Regions from separate parts of the Mus musculus genome. Here region 2 is linked to region 1. Evidence: chromatin contacts called from public HiChIP or PLAC-seq data. All regions are on one chromosome and are shown on one strand. Each heading gives the region's core, a stretch centred on a gene start, on an enhancer-like site or on the middle of the called end of the contact. The rest is flanking DNA. Distances are from core to core; before and after follow the strand shown.

Region 1 (5,587 bases), core at 1,188-3,687:
CTAACAATATTTATTAGACAAAATACGACAGTTGTACATAAGAAAGCTCTATTTTATACAGTCAAAAACTTTAGTTTTTTTCCTTATCTATTCAAGTTTTACTTTTTTACCCTATGAGTCATTTTTTTTAAAAATAGCAAGCTATAAAATCAACTTCTTAAACGTGAGTAACTACACATTTTAGCATAGAAAACTTTTATAAACTCATAACTCCATTCAACATGTAGAAATTTCCCTACACCTCCAATTTCCCTAATGCTCTCTCTCTTCTCTGGGACTCCTGTGCTACAGGCATACAACCTTAGAAAACACTTGTGTATGATTGGACAATATAGGCTTTTTATTTTATTTTTTTATTTATTATATGTAAGTACACTGTAGCTGTCTTCAGACACTCCAGAAGAGGGAGTCAGATCTCATGATCAGGTGGTTGTGAGCCACCATGTGGTTGCTGGGATTTGAACTCCTGACCTTTGGAAGAGCAGTCGGGTGCCCTTACCCATTGAGCCATCTCACCAGCCCCCCAATATAGGCTTAAATGAACAATTACTATGAACGTAATAAATTGGGATGTTAGGTGAATGTCCAACTTATCACAATCTGTCCCCTTACACTTTACAGTGACTTAATGTTAGCACCTCACAGAGTTTGCCAGCATTAGAAACTAACATTGTTATAATGTTCTTTAGTGACTTCCAGAACTTATTTAAATCCACAGGAATGTTACACTGCTGCCAGAGGCACTCTGTGTCTAGTGTGTACCTGCTGGCCACGTCTGTCTGGAGCTGCTCCTCTAACAATGTTGTCAGCCTTGGTTTAAATGTCCTTCATGCTTTGTGCACGTTTCTCTTCAAGCATTTTAATGAATTTTGCTAAGATGGCATTTGTATGATTGTTTCTTCATAAGGGGACCGAAGAAGGGAATTTCACAAAGGCAAGGGCTGAGAGAAAGTGTCCATCTCACCATGCCATACAACCACTGTAGACACACAGGCTTCTGGCACTTGCTAAAACATCTGCCACCTTCTCCCACCATTACATGATGAATTTTGCTTTTCTATGGGCTAATCACTGGAAGCGAGTGACTAAATTTTAAGGCACTACTATGACCATACTCCTGCAAGTGGAATTTATTGACATCCTCAAGAACATCAAAATCTTCATGAGAAAGGTGTTTTCCATCTGCCATAGCACATGTGCGACATGATGTATCAATCTGATCCCATGTGGCATTGAGGCTCAGATGAAGTTAGTAGCTATCAGTTACTAAGTGCAGGACTACAGTTCAAGCCTATGAGTATCTGAGTGCAAACGCATGCAAATGTATGCTCTTTCCTCCCAGAATACCTCTCCCTAACCTCAAAACAAATGCCACCAGAAGCAAAGCAATACATTCTTGTCATTGTTTTTTGAGTAGTCAACTTATAGGTGCCAACTTCAGTATAAGAACATGCTTAAAGTAGTGTTCTTACTTCTGAAGGATGTGGCTGTGCTGTGTAGATATTAGGAAATGGACAGAATCTGCCATTACTGGGGATTTTAGACAGCACAGATATATATATGTGTGTGTATACATATCACCAGGATATCACCAGGATCCGGGAGAGGACAGAATGAAAATTGAGGTCCCAGGAGAAGATGAAAGTCACTGCTGGGCGGGAAGACACACTTGGAGGCCGAACCCTAACACTACAAGGAGGTAGAGTGGGACATGGTAGACAAGTGTTAGAATATGAGAGGAAGGTGTATTTTCCATCTGTTAACACATGAGAGGCTTGTTGCAGATTAAGAACATGATTCAGTATGTGCAGAATAGATCAGGGTGACACTAGAGGCAAAGAACTCTCTGTGAGGACTGTGGATGGACAATATATGGCCCGCTGACCCAGGCCATAGAAAACATGGTAGTCCTCCTCTCTGCTCTTCGACTAGAGCTGAGATGCTCGTGTTGAAGCACCAGGTAATTTTAAGAGTTAGGATGTCTATGGACACAGAAGAATTTCTCAGCCATTAGTTCCATTGGCACTGTCATAGCATCTGGCTATACAGTTTAACTCAGCCTGGTTTTGCACTGCCTTTACAAGATCCTATATCTGGATGGTTTTCCAGGGCTTCCCATCTTCATGGCTGCTTTGGCTTTAATTTGCCATTTTAAGTTTTTTTCATTTTCACCTTTATTCAGGTAACACTAGAGGCAAAGAACTCTTGGCATTGATCCTGATGTTGATAAGAATTTTTAACATCCCCCGATTTTGTTATCTATAAAAATAAATTCAATTACCTTTTAGTGGCCTTTTAGTGAGTATGTAATTTTATTGTAGACTTGGGCATGATGAGCCCAACCACTGAAATAAATATTAGGGACAAACCTACTGACCCACAGTCTGCTCAGTCTTCTAACTTCCTCAAGCCTGCTGCCTTGCCCTGGCCTCGGCCACTGAGACACTGTCTTCTTCCTCTTCTAACTGCTCTGTAGCGAGCAGAAGAGGCCTCTTGTGAATGAGGTCCTACATGAATGTGTTTTGACATGAGCATGGCCTGCCAAGGACTCTGTTTGCCCCATGGTAAGCAGGTAAATCCACTAACCCATATGGACCACACTTAAGAGGGATGGAAGGGCTTTCCTTGGGAGTGTGATTGTGAGTGTTTATAAATAATTGATCAGTGTGTGAAAAGACTAGTGACTACAGCTTCCTCCTCCTGGTTATTTATAGTCTCAGACTGTTCACCTACAGAGAACTCATGCCCTGACTAGCTAATACCTCCTGCTGGGCTTCACGTAATAAACTGAAGTTCCAGGTTGTGGGAGTCCTGGAGAAAACAAGACCCACCTGATCTTACTTCCATTGAAGGAGTGTTTGTTCTTTCTTACCTCACCTCGCCTAGCCAGGGTACCAGGCCCTCAACTGTCAGGGGCAGTTTTCCATGGACCAGGTTTTGCCATTTATTTCGATTCCTTTAGCAAGACCACAAGGTTTATTACTTAGATTTCCACTTCTCTTCCTCCTGCTCAGAGTTTACTCCTTAGTCACCTTTACTGTTTTAAGTGACAAAGTGAGACATAAAAAGGAGACATATGGATGTGCATGCTTACTCGTTACAATGAAGATGTTTCCCCTACGATCATCCCTTTAGTTAAACTGCTGCAACAGAGGGGAGCAAATATGTTCCATATTTTCCACGGTGTCAGGAGGGTTAGGATTATGGGGAATCCATTAGCAGTGAGGTTATACTTTTCGGGTTAATGCATTAACATACCCAGAATATGTGTGCAGCCCTTTAGATAAGTAATATTTTCGGTTGTTGGAGGATTCTCTAGTCTATGGGTGTAGTAACTACAATTAACTTTATTAATACCTCCACAATCATACCATTATAACTTTACTGAGACTTGGGGAGGGCTTTGCCTGAACACTATTAGGCTAATGATCTCTTATTGCCTCAAAATACTTTAACACTCACACATATGTTTTCATTAGCACAATAGCATCTTGGATGCCCGGAATTTTAATCAGATGAATCACTCAATATGGTTTAAATTTCCACATGAGGAAAGGTCAAACGCTGGAACTGTTAGATATTAGCTATTTTAAGCACATTTTTTTCTTGAATAGACACATAGTTCTTGGAGTCATAAACAGAATATATGACAATGTAACGTTTCCTCACTGACTGTAGGCCATACTGGAAGTTGAATATTTTACTTTTGGTACCTACAAGTATATAAATGCATCCCCAAACAAAATAGTGCTTTCTTTGTTTAGATCCTCCTATTCCAAGTTTAAAATGTAACTGTTTATTGAGGAGCCGAATCTGAGAAACACAAGTACTGAAGAAGACAAATGAGAGATCACAGGAAGGCAAGCAAGAAAGCTCGTGTAGAACTGGGGTGCCATTGCTCAGGTGTTCTCTGCGCATCACCCTGTGAAGAACACTTACACTTCACTGATGTCAAGAGGATAGGCAGAATCAGCTCCCGACAGTTTGGGGAGCAGGCTTCTTCTTCCAGTTAGCATTCATTCTCTCTTAAAACAAAAACCTCACAGTACAAACACAGGAATTTCAGTAGAGTAGAAGGCCTAAGGCAAGGCAATCAATGGCCACAAGAGCCCCTCCCTGGGGAAGCCTTTAAAGGCATGGCCATGGAGATCTGGGCAAGGCACCTAAAGCTTTGGCTAGAAGTCTCTGCTTGGAATTTGAGCTTCTGTGTTTATCATTTCTACTTGATGATTCAGTGTCCACTGCTTACTTTCCTCATATTTTCTTCTGCTTTGTTTGACAAGTACTGTGTATTTGGAATATAAAGTTCAAAATTGGTGCTTGGTTGTGAGCATGGTTATGACATAGAAACAAACGCTTGCTTGCTTAATGAGTTGACAGGCTTACCCCAGAGGAGCACTTGTAAACTCTAGGCAATGCAGTTTCCAGGATGTTTCTAACACATCCGTTGTTATGGCATTTGTTACTAATAGGAGGAGACAGGGCAGCTGAGTTGAGGATGGACTATCACTAAAGAGATGAATGTGTGTGGATATGAACACATCACTTGTCAAGCAACTCAAAAATGTCCATCACAAACCTTAATGCCATCACACAACCATTAAAATCATCCCTGCAAGCACATCAAGTCCATAAGAATAATGGGTATCCTTATTCATCAGCCCTGGGAATCTAAGAAAGGCTCTACATTTAATCTCTCAAAGGACTTGAGGTTATAATTATAGTAACAGCTATCAAATTGATATGAATTCAGGGAGAATTTAAAAGCTCAATATTAAACTATTTTTAGTTCTTTGAAATGAGGCTATGATCTATTAAAGATCTATTATATATTTGTTTTTTTAATCACCAGATTCTAACAATAAAAAGAGTTCATATTTTATCATACATCAACTTTTTAAATATATCTTTTATCTTTTGTACTGAAATTGACATCAACATATACAATATTTATGTATGTATATGTGTGTGTATGATTTTATATATATATATATATGTATATATATACATATATATATATATATATATATATATATATATATATATATATTGCCTTATACTTTGATCCTTAATCCCTAAATGAGATATCAAAATGAAGCTCATCAGGTGCACACATAGGAATATGCACATATTGTTTCAAACATGATTTCTATACATACCTTGTTGGCATTTGTTACTAATAAGAGATTAGGTAGCTGATTATATATATATATATATGTGTGTGTGTGTGTGTGTGTGTGTGTGTGTGTATCCAACAACAGAATTGCAGAGCTAGGGAGGTACAAGGTATTAAGCTGTGCTTACACAAGAACATGGAAGCAACAGAGACCCTTTATTTCCTTTCACTCCATTTTCTTACTTATAAGGGATCTGTCATTGTACCTATTAAAGGCTGTCAAACAGTAATGAAAGGCTAAGCACTAAATTTGATTTTATCATCAATAGGGAAAATGAATACGTTTTAAGAAGTTATTTTTAAATATAATGCCTTTGGAGCATTCACTTCTTGTTTGGTTCTAAAGAGTATGACAAAATAAGTTGAGATAAATCATTTAGCAAATTTCTATAGTTTATGTAAAGTTTAAAT
Region 2 (5,587 bases), core at 850-3,349, 540 kb after region 1:
TGGATTTGACATTCTGTTCCACTGGTCTCTCTATTCACGCATCCACATTGCACATTTTTTAATTATAGAAATTTTATGGTATAATTATATCGTATAAAGCTAGCCTCAACTCATTAGATTGTCTTTATTTGGAATATTTGTATTTTTCTATATGAACTTTATGATTAGTCTGTCTCTATCAAACAATAATAATTTCAGATTATTTTAAACATATTAGCTTTGAAGAAATTTGCCCATTGTGTTTTGAGTTTTTCTTTCCATAAACTAGGAATGTCTTTCAACTCTTTCAGGTATACTTTCAGAATATAAGAATGCTTCAAAGCATTTCCTTAAGGAAATTTAGTACATTTTCCCCCTTAAGACCTCTAAAGACTTCATTTCTGTTCTCATTAACTTTTTTCCCTTAAATTACATAACTTAAGTGGTTATTGTTTCTATGGGTGCAAACTATCCATTTTAAGTGACTCTAATCTCTAATCCATTTTAAAAGTTTTACTAACCTCAGCATCATTATGTAGTCTAAATTACCAACATAGTATCTGTAACTAGAGTTTTGCTCTTTTCCAAGTCTTATACTTTTTATTGTCTCTGTTTGGATTGAATTATCTAAAGACTCCAATTCTAGTTGAGTAGCCATGAAGCTAATTGCCACCCTTGCCTTGTTCCTGGCATTGCCAACATTGCTTCCAGGACTTTTTATCTATATTGTATCTGTATCTGTATCTATCTGTATCTGTATCTATCATCTGTATCTGTATCATCTGTATCTGTATCATCTGTATCTGTATCTGTATCATCTGTATCTGTATCATCTGTATCTGTATCTGTACCTGTACCTGTACCTGTACCTGTACCTGTACCTGTACCTGTACCTGTACCTGTGTCTGTGTCTGTGTCTGTGTCTGTGTCTGTGTCTGTGTCTGTGTCTGTGTCTGTGTCTGTGTCTGTGTCTGTGTCTGTATCATCTGTATCATCTGTATCATCTGTATCTGTATCTGTACCTGTACCTGTACCTGTACCTGTACCTGTACCTGTACCTGTACCTGTACCTGTACCTGTACCTGTGTCTGTGTCTGTGTCTGTGTCTGTGTCTGTGTCTGTGTCTGTGTCTGTGTCTGTGTCTGTGTCTGTGTCTGTGTCTGTGTCTGTGTCTGTATCATCTGTATCATCTGTATCATCTGTATCTGTATCTGTATCTGTACCTGTACCTGTACCTGTACCTGTAACTTTACCTGTATCTGTACCTGTATCTGTATCTGTACCTGTATCTGTATCTGTATCTACTTCTATATCCAATCTATATCCATATCCATATCTATATACATTGTACTATGGAAATGTTTCCCAATTTGTAGAACTTTTAAAGTCTAGTCTTGTGTGTAGACTTGGGAGTGAGGATTGGGTATGTGTTTTATACAAACCTTGAGAAGTGATTCGAAGGTAAATTTTCACCTGAGAACAGTTCCTTGTTGTTCAACAGTAAGTTAACCAACTGCACAAATATTCATCACATCACATTTTGTGTAGGACCTCTGCATACAAAGACAGGCCTTTCAGTCTGGAAGTTCATTTTAACAGAGGGCAAAGCCCTCAAAAGCAACGGTGCTCATGCAATCCCTGTGGTGTGGCAAGTATGTGATCAGTAGCATCTCTACCTGAAGTTCAATGTTTCTACAGCTCATTCACAATGTGCTCGTCCTATAAATTGCATCATATAAGTCTATCATCTTCTGCTTTATAAACAATTCCAAACTGGCTTTCATGAATAGTCACTGTCTACATTAGTTTAAATTATTATATCTAAGTAAAATTATAAATTTACTGGGGTAAAGGGGTAGCTCCCTTGGAAAAGTGCTTTACTACCCAAGTGTGAGAACCTGAGTTTGATTACTAGCACTCACATAAAACAAAGCCAGGCTTGATGGTATAGAGTTGTAATCCTTGTGTTAGAGAGTTGAACCCCACATCTCCATGAGCCACTTCGGAAAGCAAGGGCCTGGAACAGGCTATGTAGACCAACTGGCTTTGCACTCACAGAGACATTCTCTCAACTCTCACCACCCAGTGAAGGGGTTAAAGGCATGTTCCTCTATGCCTGGCCATACTTCCCTTTTTGTTGATTATTTCCCTATGCTTGGGAAACTGTACTAAGCCTAGCAAATTGCGTGTCATTTGCTCATACTTTTCTCTGCTACAGTACAAAGGTGACAGCATTCTAACTCTTTGCTGGGTTATCTAGGCATGAATGATGTGTTTCACAGACGCCTTGGTACTCATAAAGCCTTGGGTAATGAGTTACCACGGAGATCTGTGGATTGTTCACTCAAACTCCATCTGCATGTCACAAAAGAATAGCTGGTAACAAACTCAGGGTTTCTGTGTTTGTTTTTTAACATTTGCTTTTTAACATTTGTTTTTATACCCCAACCACCGATTTTCCTTCCACCACCCTTCCTAGTCACCCCCCTTACTTACCCCTCCCCCAGATCCAAACCCTCAGATACATTTCCTCTTCAGAAAAGAGCTGGTCTCTAAGAGATGACAGTCAAACAGGACAAAACAAGATAGAGTAAGACAAGGCAAACGCCTTCCTATTGAGCCTGGGGACAAAGTAACCCTATAAGAGGAAAAGAGTCCCAAAGGCAGGCAAAAGAGTCAGAGATACAGCTGCTCTCACTGTTAGGAGTCCCACAGAAACATTAAATTAACAGTCATAACATGTATGCAGAGGACCTGGCATAGACCCACACAGGCCCCAAGCTTACAGCTTCTGTCTTTGTGAGCATGTGAGACCTGTTGACAACTACAGCCTTAAGCTCAGTTTTACACTTCATTGTTTAGGACAATACTTGTGTCACCGTAAGGTATTTTGTAGAAGACAATTACAAGTGAGTGAGCATCTGATAAAATCAGTGACTTACATAGCACTGTTCCAAACTGTGTTTCTCCGGATTTAACTTTCCCCTTTAAGAGCTGAACCAATAGCATGCTAGTTAGCAAACCTATCACAAGTGCCTACAAGGAAGATTTGAGTACTGTAAGGAATGCTAAGGGACCAATTCCTTCACCTTGCTGTGCCCATACACCTACAGGACTTATTCTCTCTCTGTGCCTCTTTCATCTATGTTTCAATATGGTTTTATTGTTAAGCGTATCTATCTATTAAAGTAGCTAATAGAGTAAGAGAGATTTATGAAGACAAATATACTGCAAAATAGTAGAGCTTTATAAGTCAAACTAAGCTGGATCACCCATACGAACAAGCTTCAGTTGTAGACTTGAAGATAGAATTTCTTTCTTTGTGGCAATTAATGCTCGTCAGATGGCAACTTTTAATGACTTATGTGATTTTTTTTAAGACGTGACACTAAGTTTCAACTAATCATACACATTGAAAGTGGCAAAATTCTTCATAAAATGGGCCAGTTGCTTTACAAGCTTTAGCCTCCCTGTGGTTGTCAGGAGCTGTGCTTATTACTCTAGTTGTCTTCCTGTGAAAAGCCTTAAGTATTTTGGGCTCACTTTAGGTTATTTATAATGTTGTCTCTTGGGTCTGAGGTGGTAGAGTTTTAGTTCTAAAAAAACTTTAAATTCTAAAACAAATTTACTTTAAATGAAAGCACTATATTATATACTATTGTGTGCATTATATTCCAAGGGAGATTCAAAGAATTCTTTTTAGTGCACTAGGTATAGTGAACCCAAACTACAAAGGCTGGCATAATATTGCTCCAGTCAGGTGAGCAGGGCTCACAAAGCCCCATGTGTCATGCTTACCCAAGCAATAAATTACTTTTCAGACAAAAATCGCCCTCTGAAATTGCTTTAGCTTTTCCTGAAGTAAAGGCATTGAATGTGAATGGTTGGGAGCATGTTATTTTGCTTTTTCAAGTTCAATTATTTTTCTGCTTGATAGCTAGCATCACAAGAGAACAAGATAGGTTCTTATATTTTACCATTTTCTCACTCATACTGAGTCCGGTTTTAATTTTTCTTCAATAATGATTCTTCCAATTTCATAACTCGGCCTCTAAGCATAGAAGTCTGTTTTCAAGTAATAGTAAAAAATCTGGGAAACGGGTAGAAGATCACTGAGACTTGTGTCACTGCATAGCACACGCAGGTCTGCCCCAGGTTGCCATCCTCCTGCCCCCTTTTTCAGTGTGCTAGGGTAGCTGAGGTGTGTCATTGCATCTGACTCCTCATTGGACTTTAATACCTAATATCAAGTTATTTCTAAGGATACACAGAAGCTACTCTTTAAAGTTTTAGTGGAATAAAGACACCGATTTCTTGTTAGATGTTCATCTTACTTAAAATTTCATAAATCCAGAGAATAGAAAAAATGCCTATTTTAGAATCTCTTGAGAGATGTGCTAAAAATATTACACATACACAAATAGGCTAGAATGTGAAGAAAGCAAAGAAGATCAAATAAAAACCTAATGTTCCTCTGGGATTTCAAACTTTGAGGAAGGCCTCAAATCTAGGTTAAGAAATCAGGTGAAGACAAACTCAGATCATCCTCAGGTGCCTGTAGTTACTGCTGGACGAGGGCAAAAGATGCTGAGAGAATTCTAGCACACAGAGCTATTTATTTGGTTATTTTGATTCGTGTGAACGTTGGTGAGAGATTATGGATTTATAGTCCTTTCGTGAATCGGATGGTAGCCACAAACCCTGCTCCAGGGCAAAAATGCACTTAAAATCAATCACACAAAGTTTTGTACAGTTTCGGGAAGTTTGCAGGCACACCGAGGCATGCCCCTGACCGCACCGGGCTTTATACTAGTCAGGACTCACTGCAGATAGGAAAGAGTGGGTTCATGTTGTCAGGAGGCAGAGATTCATCTTTGAGTGTGAGATTATGGTGGCTCTTCAGGCTGGGGAGATAGTGAGTAGTGACAGCAGGCTCCAGGGCCAAGAGAGAGCAGGGAACTATGTTCCTCTTGGTTGAATGTAATGATTTTAGTTTTTTTTTTTTTTCCAGAGACATATTTTCATCTGGTAGAAAACATACTTGCTGTCGTCTCCCCTCCCCCAGCCTGAAACCTGCTTGCTCAGGGGTGGAGCTTGCCAGCTCAATCATTCTGCCATACCCACTGCTGGAACCTGCCGCTTTGCTGTTTGGAGCTGTGCACATGGTCACCCTGCTATTGGACCCCAAGATTAATTGGCGGGAATCGGGCCCCCTTCCCCTGCTTTATAATTGCGTGCGGAACAGTAAAATTGAGCTTTGATCAGAATGCCTGTCTTAGCTACATTTCTTTATCTCGCCACCTAGCCCCTCTTCTCTTCCAGGTTTCCAAAATGCCTTTCCAGGCTAGAACCCAGGTTGTGATCTACTGGCCAGACACAACAACTTGCCAACAGATCCAGTTTTGCAAGGCCAGAAAGAACATCAAACACAAAGATGGAGTCCTTCTCCATTAGGCCTGCTAGCCTCTATCTACTGTCTCCAACACTAATCCAGTTGGAGTTTTATGACCTCTGTGGCAGGAAGGCTAGGCAGGCAGAGTCTGTAACTGGAAGGAAAACTAAACTCTTCAAATTTTGTAGCCAACATCTCAGGGCTCCTGAATCAGGG

Evidence for each region. HiChIP or PLAC-seq counts read pairs in DNA pulled down with a chosen protein or histone mark.
Region 2: an H3K27ac HiChIP or PLAC-seq map of microglia shows a contact between it and region 1, with 5 times the contacts expected there. The contact joins two enhancer-like sites. A contact is called at or near these places in 2 of 115 datasets of contacts at active chromatin or transcription factors (bone marrow-derived macrophages and microglia).

Annotation. Positions count from the first base shown.
Region 1 is chr12:34,483,719-34,489,305 of GRCm38.p6, forward strand. All of the region lies in intron 4 of Hdac9 (histone deacetylase 9), which reads right to left. Among named protein-coding and RNA genes, the nearest start is that of Gm51984, 270 kb to the left of the region's middle. Within about 2 kb of position 2,438, at least 33 of the 459 cell types and tissues checked have an H3K27ac peak or open chromatin away from gene starts, as enhancers often do. A contact at or near this core is called in bone marrow-derived macrophages and microglia, where this site is marked.
Region 2 is chr12:35,024,017-35,029,603 of GRCm38.p6, forward strand. No RefSeq gene overlaps it. Among named protein-coding and RNA genes, the nearest start is that of Gm40385, 5.2 kb to the left of the region's middle. Within about 2 kb of position 2,100, at least 65 of the 459 cell types and tissues checked have an H3K27ac peak or open chromatin away from gene starts, as enhancers often do. A contact at or near this core is called in bone marrow-derived macrophages and microglia, where this site is marked.